3 separate regions of the Mus musculus genome follow, and regions 1 and 3 are each linked to region 2. A link is a contact called in public HiChIP or PLAC-seq data. All regions are on one chromosome and are shown on one strand. Each heading gives the region's core, a stretch centred on a gene start, on an enhancer-like site or on the middle of the called end of the contact. The rest is flanking DNA. Distances are from core to core; before and after follow the strand shown.

Region 1 (2,700 bases), core at 125-2,624, 420 kb after region 2:
ACAATGTACCTAACACTTGAAATTTTGATTTTTTTCATAACATTGGTCTGTAGACATTTCACAATATTACTGATGCAACACCATTAACCCACAGTATCGTCCCAGGAAATGATTCTGTGATAAATAACTGATTGCCTCCTGAGGGCAGCTCTCCAGCACTGGCGAGGGAAGAGTAAGTGCCGATTTGGCTTAGTTGAAACACAAAATAATTGTTAGGAATTCTTACTTAAATTCCTACAATGTCCATTTAGGGCATTCTGCTATTAAATATATTATCAAATAGTAACATGATAGGAAAAATAACTTTAATCTCCTATAAGACCTTTCTGAGTTATTAATCTATTTTTATAATTCATAATTCTGTTAAAAGTATCAACTGTTCTACCCTTTAGAAATGAAGCTTGGGGTTTTTTTTTTCTACTTTTCTTTTCTTTTTTTTTAAATTGTGTTTCCCTGGTTTTCTACAGCATATATAACACTGATTTTACAATGTTTTCTAATTGTAAAAGATTTTCAAGTAATGTGTGGTTTCCTTCCTCACAGTTTTACGAAAAAAAAAAAAGCCACTATAGATTGTAAGCAATGTTTGTCTTCCTGCCTATTCAAGACCACAATTGAGAAAGTTGAATTCCAGATCTTTAAAAATGACTTTAAGTCTATTTGCACAACTAAACTTGGTTATGAAGCCATGTAATCATTCTTTAATTTCCCCCCGTGATTTGCATGGACTTCAGGTAGTAAGATAAGCATTTCTTCCCTAAGATGGATCAGGGGATGCACACACAACATGTAGTCAACACTCGGTTTTGTTTAAAGACACTTCCTGATTTGAAAAAGAAAAAAAAAAAGATGAAATTGAGCAATGTTCCAGCTTTAATACATTCCGTATCGTCATGGTTTTGATAAATAACAGAGGCGTACTGAAGGACTTTATAAAGCCTCGTGCACAGGGAGCTTGGGGAGAAGAGTTGACTTAGGCAAAACCTTCTCTTGACAGGAGGGAAAAAGAAATCTAATGTGATTCTGTGGGAGGAGCAGACATCTCTGTAAATGGAGAGCAGGAAACAAGCAAACAAAATATAAAATGTTCAGAGGGAAAACTGTATGCACAGTATTAATGTTAACCTTCCTCCATGATGCCCGACGTTACAGGAAAAGCACACTTCTTTCCATAAACTCAAGGGAAGGAGAGTTTTGAGAACAAGCGACAGAGAACTCTAATGTCTAATAAAGTCAAATACACTCTCTTTCCAGTTTGGTCCCAGCAACGCACACCAGGATTAGATTAAATATGCATTGTAATAGTCAAGGCTTGCTAAGCACTGCTCTTTAATGTGTATCTGGGCATATTATATTGACTTATACACTGTTCTACTTTATTCCATTGTTTATACTTAAAATTAGATCTATGTTCTATGCTCTAATTTTAACAGTATGAGTCCCTAGAGAAAAAGTTATATTGGTTTCTAATATAACGCTCCTTTATGTGTGTTTTGTAAATGCCTATAAGACTCTATAACCAAAAGCATTCACCAGGAGGCAGCTTACCCAGATCGTAGGCACAGGCCACAGAGAAGATAGCCACTAACGGGTTATAACGGCAAATGCAAATCTAGTAATTAAACACAAACTCACATCACCCTAAATACTTAGTGCCACAGTTAATGCCTGCTTCTTCCCCTGTTGCCATGGAGATGAAGAGCAGCTGGTAGGCCCCGGGTCTGTGGTTCCCCAGCTAGCCATGGCTGCACATCACAATTACCTAGGGATCCCTCGAGAAAGTCCAAACTCTCACTTACTTCCCTCCCTGAAGTTCTCACTGGGCGTCGGCCCTGGAAAGATCATCAGCTAGGTTTTGCATATTCATCTCCAGCATTTTCATAAAAATTTGTTTTCTCCAAATTGTTTTCCAGTCTAGTGCCATCAAAGAGTGAGAAGATATGTGAAACATTTAGTCCATGACATTTTTAAAAAACTCTTACGTTTGTCCAGATGTTTGAATTGATTCAACTATTTAACAAAAAATAATGTTGCGTCTGAATAGGATTTCAATAGCAGCCCCTATGCCAGTGTATTCCTACAAAACTTCCTACAAAAATATGCTGCTTTACCCTCTTCCAACTCCTTAGCAACTCAGACCAACAGCCACAGGGCTTCCCTGAGCAATTTATAACATTAAGTAAATTTGATTGCTTATTAATTGATTTAGGTTTTTTGGCTGCCTACTCAATGGAAGAGTCTATAAAGACATTTTCCACTGTAAGTCTTTCCAATTTTTTTCCCCTTCATTTTGCAAGTAAATAAAATTAAGCTCTAAGAGACCAAGACATACAAGGAAAATAAGAGGGAACGAAGCTACAATGTTCTCTGGATGAAGAGCCAAGCCCAGCTCTGGGCTCCCGTACGAGGTATGTTTAACCTTATTGAGAAATGGAATTTTCCCATTAATGTTTGGGCTGAACCTGTAAATACAAGAAAAGTACGTGTCTGCTGGAGATTGAATGCCCTTTCCAGCAGATGAGAACACATTGAGAGTTTATAGCCTGTGCCGCAGATTTAGGAACTCGTTGCTTTTGTTGATTTGTCTACCAGGCTGGGTAACCAGCTCCTCCGAGACTTGCAGCATTAGCACCACATGGAGGCCCGGGAAGCAAGATTAAATTAAAGAATGAGCCTAAGTCTGTAAAAGTTTTGTACCCA
Region 2 (2,700 bases), core at 21-2,520:
AAACAAAGATCCCAGTTTTACATATGGTAGGCAAGGGAGGATTCGAAGAGTCGGTCTCTAAGGTAGACTTGAGGATCTTGACAAATGATGCCCATGCTGTGATCAGATACTTAACAAGAAATCTCGTTATTAACTAGGCCTGTACAGATAATTAGCACTGGAGATTCAAATTTTAAATCTGGCCTGAGATGTATCATTTATCAAAAGCCTTAGCTTGCTGTCAAAGTCCGATAATAAGGTAGTGTTATTGATGAATTGAGATTAAGAGCAGATTGAAGAGAAAATTAGGCCACTGGTTGGCCTGAAAGGTCTGATTTCAATATTTACAGTACTAATTTGGTATTATTTTGGTAAATGGATGTGGTCCCCAGTGCTAAATGGTATAAAAGCATAAACTATGCATCGTTATTTGAACAGGAAGAGCATTGTTTACTGTGTATCGGATTTTGCAGCACTAGCACTCTGGTTAATAGGCTGCTTTATAAGATGAGTGTACCTGTTTTTTTTATTGTGTGCATTTATTATAACCCATTCAGCACCCAGGGCTTTTAGGGGAAATTAGGAAATGTAGCTTCTTTACATTAAAAATGATATTACATTAGACTAATTGCTGCTGAGCCTGTCTTCCTGATTTAACTTACTCTTGTTTATCTCTTGGCATTGTCTTCCACACGTTCTTGCCACTGGATTTCAGCTAACTACCATTCCAGAGATTTGAGCTACATAAAATGAGCAATCTTTTTTTAATGATCCCTGGTAGCATTTCATTGCAAGCAATCTTCGGGGTGGGGGAAGGAAGGCGCTGTATAATAAACTGGCTCTCTCTAGTGTCTCTCGGCTTTGAAACACATTCTGAGTACACTTATGTGACCCTTAGCAAGCTAAATCTTTTTGATGCATGTAATAAAATGTTGTTTGGGGCAATAGCTGATTTCCAAAATTATATTAGGCATAACACAAGGCTTTTGTGGCAAATTGTCTCCCTATTTTTTTTTTCTTGCTTCAGCTCACAAATGGGATTGGGAAGGTGTTGGAGTGTTTTATTATTGTGTCTCACATCAGGTATAAATAGAGAATACACCGCACCGTAATCTATCTGTACGTAGCTGATAGCACATGAAATAGTAAAGCTGGTAAGACTGCCGGGGTCCGGAAAATTGCTTGAAAATCCCTTGTCACGTGTTCCTGGCAGCGGCCTCTCTTCTCCGGTCTCCAGCTGTCCAGCGGGGTGTGCCAAGTCACAGCAGGACCTGAGGACTGTTTGCATTGCAGTGGCACCGAGCTTTGTTGGGTTGTTCTCTGTACACTGTGCGCTTGCAGACAAGTAGGCTTTCGGAGACTCAGCAGGAGCCTGCCAGGGTTTGTGCTGAGGTGGTTAGCTGGTGGGCAAATTGCTATTATTCAGAACTGCATGGCAGAGGAGAATGGATTGCACTACGTTTTCTAGCCCGTAATGCTGACCAATGGCGGACCTGCGTTGCAGCTAACCTTTCTTTCTGACTCTTATCTGAGATGTAGATTCGGCTCTTTCTCAGAAGGGAAAAGAAGCCTCTTAGATTGTTTCCTCCAACCTCCAGCTGCATTTTCCCAATCTACTCTCCATTTTGACTCAGCAACACTCCTTCTACGCGCCCCCCCCCCCCACCATCTCCCAAGATAACACGGGTTTAGCATTCTGCTTTTAGGGAAAAAATATTTGGTGCTTCAGCTGTTCTGGTGAATGTAGACTACTGACTAATGGGTAGTTATTCCACTTTATTGCTTTCTACAGGCAAAACTCAAACAAAAGGAATTGGATTTTGCTAATAGCCGTGAACAGCTCTGGCACTAGCTGACATTAGTAAGGATAATCATAGTGCCACACAGGAGCCGGACCAGTCGCTTTTCAAAGCACTTTCACACATGTCATCGTGCTTGATCCTCGTGTATGGCCCTGGCAGGGAGGGGTCACAGTGCTCATGCCATAGCTGAGGCGAACCGAAGAAGAAAGGGGTTACAGGACGAGCCTGTGGCAGAAGTGCCATCATTCTGTCCGTTAAACTTTTGGTCTTTTAGTCCTTTTATTTTAGTCTATTTGTAAAATAATCTCTCTTTCTTATGAAAGTTTACAGGAACATTGACAGTTCAGGGTCCTCCTCCTGACACTTTTAGAGCTGTGTAAAAAAGCAAAGAGGCTAGAATGTGTGTGGCAACTGGATGGTGTATCTGACTTCCATGAGAGGCTTAGCTGTCTCCGCGTGTACCTTCCAGGAATGTTCTTTGCTGGGCATTCCTGCAGGGCCCATGGAGATGCTTCAGGATGCTGTCCTGTGCTCTGTTTTAGAGTCATCTGCCAACTCCTGCAGTTGAAGATGGTGCCTGGATGTCAAGAAGATCGCTTAAAAACAAAACAAAAACCCCATTCAGGAAAGGTACTGACAGAGGCCTTGGAGAAGGCAGGATAGAACTCAAGAGTTTTCTTCTATGGTGTCAACACCACTAACTTAGTGGCTTTCTGACCACTGAAAAATTCTCCCCAACCTATTTTATGTCAAGAATGCATTGATCTGTGCTGTGTCTATTAGGGAGCCTTAGAGAGGGAAAGATGAGGGAGAGCTCACACCTCACGGGACCATGGCCACCCTCCCTGCAAGCCTCAACCTTGTGAATGGCACTTGCATAGAGTAGGACAAAAGTATTGTTTTCTTCTGTTTCAAATAG
Region 3 (2,700 bases), core at 188-2,687, 390 kb after region 2:
TCCTTCTGTCTAACTAATAATTGCCTATTATTGATATTAATTAACATTTTTTGCACCTTTCCTCGGTTTTGACCTAGTATCTGTTGGTAGTCTAATCACTGTGGCCTATTAAAAGTCAAAATACAGGGGCCTAGAGTAGTCACAAGCCATTTATCAAAAAGCAAACAAGGCCAATTAAACAGGCAGCCAGACAGTTGTCTTGATTCGCCTCTGACTGTTTTCTTGATCACCATTATAAATTGCTAATAGGGCAGAAAGCGCTAAGCGGGGAGCATCTGCGGGGGGCTGGATATTGCTCACTCCCTGCCTGGTGACAGGTGAGAGGGGGCCCAGTGATGGTCTTATTGATGCGAACTGCCCATCAGTTGGTAGTTATTGTTAAAGTTCATGATGCTACAGCTGATCCCGTCCTGCTGAGAGTCAATCAAATTAATTAGAGCTAGAAAAATCTTCTTTATTATTTTAGAGCATGGATATAGAAGTCCTGTGATTTAGATCCAAAGGCAATGAAGAAAAAAAAATCTCCATGTAGTATGGTGTGGAAAAAAATCAGATATTGCTTCTTCCATTATTTATAATAAGGGCTGCGGCTAAAGGTTTTTATAGGCACAGATCAAGAGATCATAATAGAAGCATATTGACAGATTTTTTTTTCTGCAATACTCCAAGGAACCGGCTGTAGCAGGAAAATATATCAAAACCTTATCATCAGACCTGAGATCTTCTGTGAAAAATCAATAAAGAGTTATACATGGTTTGAGTTTAAACAGTTCTCTGTAGTCATTTAAACATAGTGCATCTGTATAGCCTTTTACCTCTGGAGACAGGTAACCTAGCAACTGCAGGGCTTAAACCGATTAACTACAAATGAAGTACTGTACGCCTATCAAAGCAATTGTTCATCGTAGCCTTTGTTGCAGAGACTAAGCTAATTGAACATGATACAGTATGAAGATAATTAACACCCATGAGTTTGTTAATTGCCTGTTAGCATTACAACACACTCTCCCCGTTTCTTTTTAACTGTCTCCTTTGTAGCCTCTTACTTCCCTTAAAATGGTGCAGGACCTCTTTAACTAGCAATGATATCTTCGAGTTTATTAACCCTTTTTAAATTGGGGGAAGCGGGGTGGGGGGCTGCGAGGGGGGGTGGAGAAAGAAAGAAAAAGCTCCGTCTTAATGAAGCATTGCATTGCGTGTGCTTGTTAAATGCAAGCTTGGCTTTGTCTCTCTCTACTTTCTCAAGATTGGGAATTTGTTTTACAGATACTGTACAAACTATGTTTATTTTTCGTGCTAATTTCTTTCAAGCAATTTAGCCATTATAGCATGCTCTCTGGAAAAAAACCCAAAATAACACAGGACTTGAGTGAGCCTCTTTATGACTCCGGCTGCTCTGCTCTTGAGAAGGAGCAGGGAATGTCTTTGAGGAGTGGAATATTAATTGAATGCAGCATCTGGTCAGCAGCTGGCTGGATCCGGTTGTCCTGTTCCCACCGAGCAGGCGAGAAAGAAGTGCTGTTGCATCTGTTTGCCAGGCTTGTGTTTCCCTTCCGAGCAGTGGACTAAATGAACCCCCATTTTATCTCTGCTGGATCACTACATGGATGCCAGAAAATCAATTGGGCAGGAAAATCTGTTAATCTAAAGTGAATTTAATCTTAGGAATCATTTCAAATAAAAATTTTCAATCATTACCTTTTTGGAAAAACACTTCTCTCCCCGCCTCCCCACCCCCCCCCCCCACAAGTGTGAGCGTTTGTGTCGTAACAATATTTTGAAAGCACCTATTATAAGAGTAATTCAACGTCAATAGGATTATCTAGCAAAGGACACTTGCTTTGGGGAGGCAGAAGAGATGTTTTAAGAGGAAATGGGAGCCCAATGGTATATGGACAGAAACGATTAAGGCACTTGGGCCCAGGACACGTGGAGCCTGACAATAGACCCTTCTCATGTCGAGAAGGAGTACTTTGGTTGTGTCACGATTGTTTAACTTGGATTTTCCTACACAATCTGCTGTGTTTATCATTACTGTACTGTGGCTTAATCCTTGCTGGTATGCCAGCCCCAAGAGGGTCACTTCTAGTGTCCAATTACAAGTTCTGTCATCAATCACAAGTATTATTTATTCAACAAAATGAATTACTAATTAATAACTAATGAACATTATGGCCTTGAAGGCTATAACATTATTAATTACAGTTGGCATGAAAGGGGTCTACCTGGCACATTTTCACCACAATTAGCCCTGGAAGTTTTCGTGTAAAATGTCTATTAAGAGAGCCAACGAGGAAAGGCTGGCTTCATTGCTTCCCTCTATAAGGCTTCTGGGCAGGACCCTACCACACCACCCCCATGATCCCAACAATGATTTTCCTGAATGGCTGGAGACAGGAGGAAGAGAAGTTTCCTACATGAGACTGCACCCTCCCAGCCCTGCATGCTAAAATGTCACCAGAGGATTCTGGACCACAGTGGAGCAGGTGGAATATGGTCACTGCCTTATTTTTAGATGTGGTCCTAAGCTCTGGGTGCAGGCATTGCTCAGCAGCTAAATCTTAAGCAGGCAGCTGGTGGGCCAGAACTGCCCGCTTCTGTCCAGAGTCAGGCACAGTGTGTCCTCTCACCTTGAGGACCCTTCTCATCACAGGCTATAGAGGAGATGCTGTGAAATGCTCTTGCCCACAGCTGAGCCAA

Evidence for each region. HiChIP or PLAC-seq counts read pairs in DNA pulled down with a chosen protein or histone mark.
Region 1: an H3K4me3 HiChIP or PLAC-seq map of embryonic basal ganglia shows a contact between it and region 2, with 3 times the contacts expected there. The contact joins two enhancer-like sites. A contact is called at or near these places in 5 of 484 Hi-C or Micro-C datasets (the HL-1 cell line, embryonic stem cells and hematopoietic stem and progenitor cells) and 1 of 115 datasets of contacts at active chromatin or transcription factors (embryonic basal ganglia).
Region 3: a contact with region 2 is called in an H3K4me3 HiChIP or PLAC-seq map of embryonic basal ganglia, with 5 times the contacts expected there. The contact joins two enhancer-like sites. A contact is called at or near these places in 4 of 484 Hi-C or Micro-C datasets (embryonic fibroblasts, embryonic stem cells, nephron progenitors and 1 more), 6 of 115 datasets of contacts at active chromatin or transcription factors (astrocytes, embryonic basal ganglia, embryonic hindbrain and 3 more) and 1 of 9 other capture datasets (embryonic stem cells).

The regions. Positions count from the first base shown.
Region 1 is chr2:74,486,942-74,489,641 of GRCm38.p6, forward strand. No RefSeq gene overlaps it. Among named protein-coding and RNA genes, the nearest start is that of Lnpk, 91 kb to the right of the region's middle. Within about 2 kb of position 1,375, at least 6 of the 459 cell types and tissues checked have an H3K27ac peak or open chromatin away from gene starts, as enhancers often do. A contact at or near this core is called in embryonic basal ganglia, where this site is marked.
Region 2 is chr2:74,062,706-74,065,405 of GRCm38.p6, forward strand. No RefSeq gene overlaps it. Among named protein-coding and RNA genes, the nearest start is that of Gm31472, 86 kb to the left of the region's middle. Within about 2 kb of position 1,271, at least 20 of the 459 cell types and tissues checked have an H3K27ac peak or open chromatin away from gene starts, as enhancers often do. A contact at or near this core is called in embryonic basal ganglia, where this site is marked.
Region 3 is chr2:74,450,359-74,453,058 of GRCm38.p6, forward strand. No RefSeq gene overlaps it. Among named protein-coding and RNA genes, the nearest start is that of Lnpk, 130 kb to the right of the region's middle. Within about 2 kb of position 1,438, at least 38 of the 459 cell types and tissues checked have an H3K27ac peak or open chromatin away from gene starts, as enhancers often do. A contact at or near this core is called in embryonic basal ganglia, where this site is marked.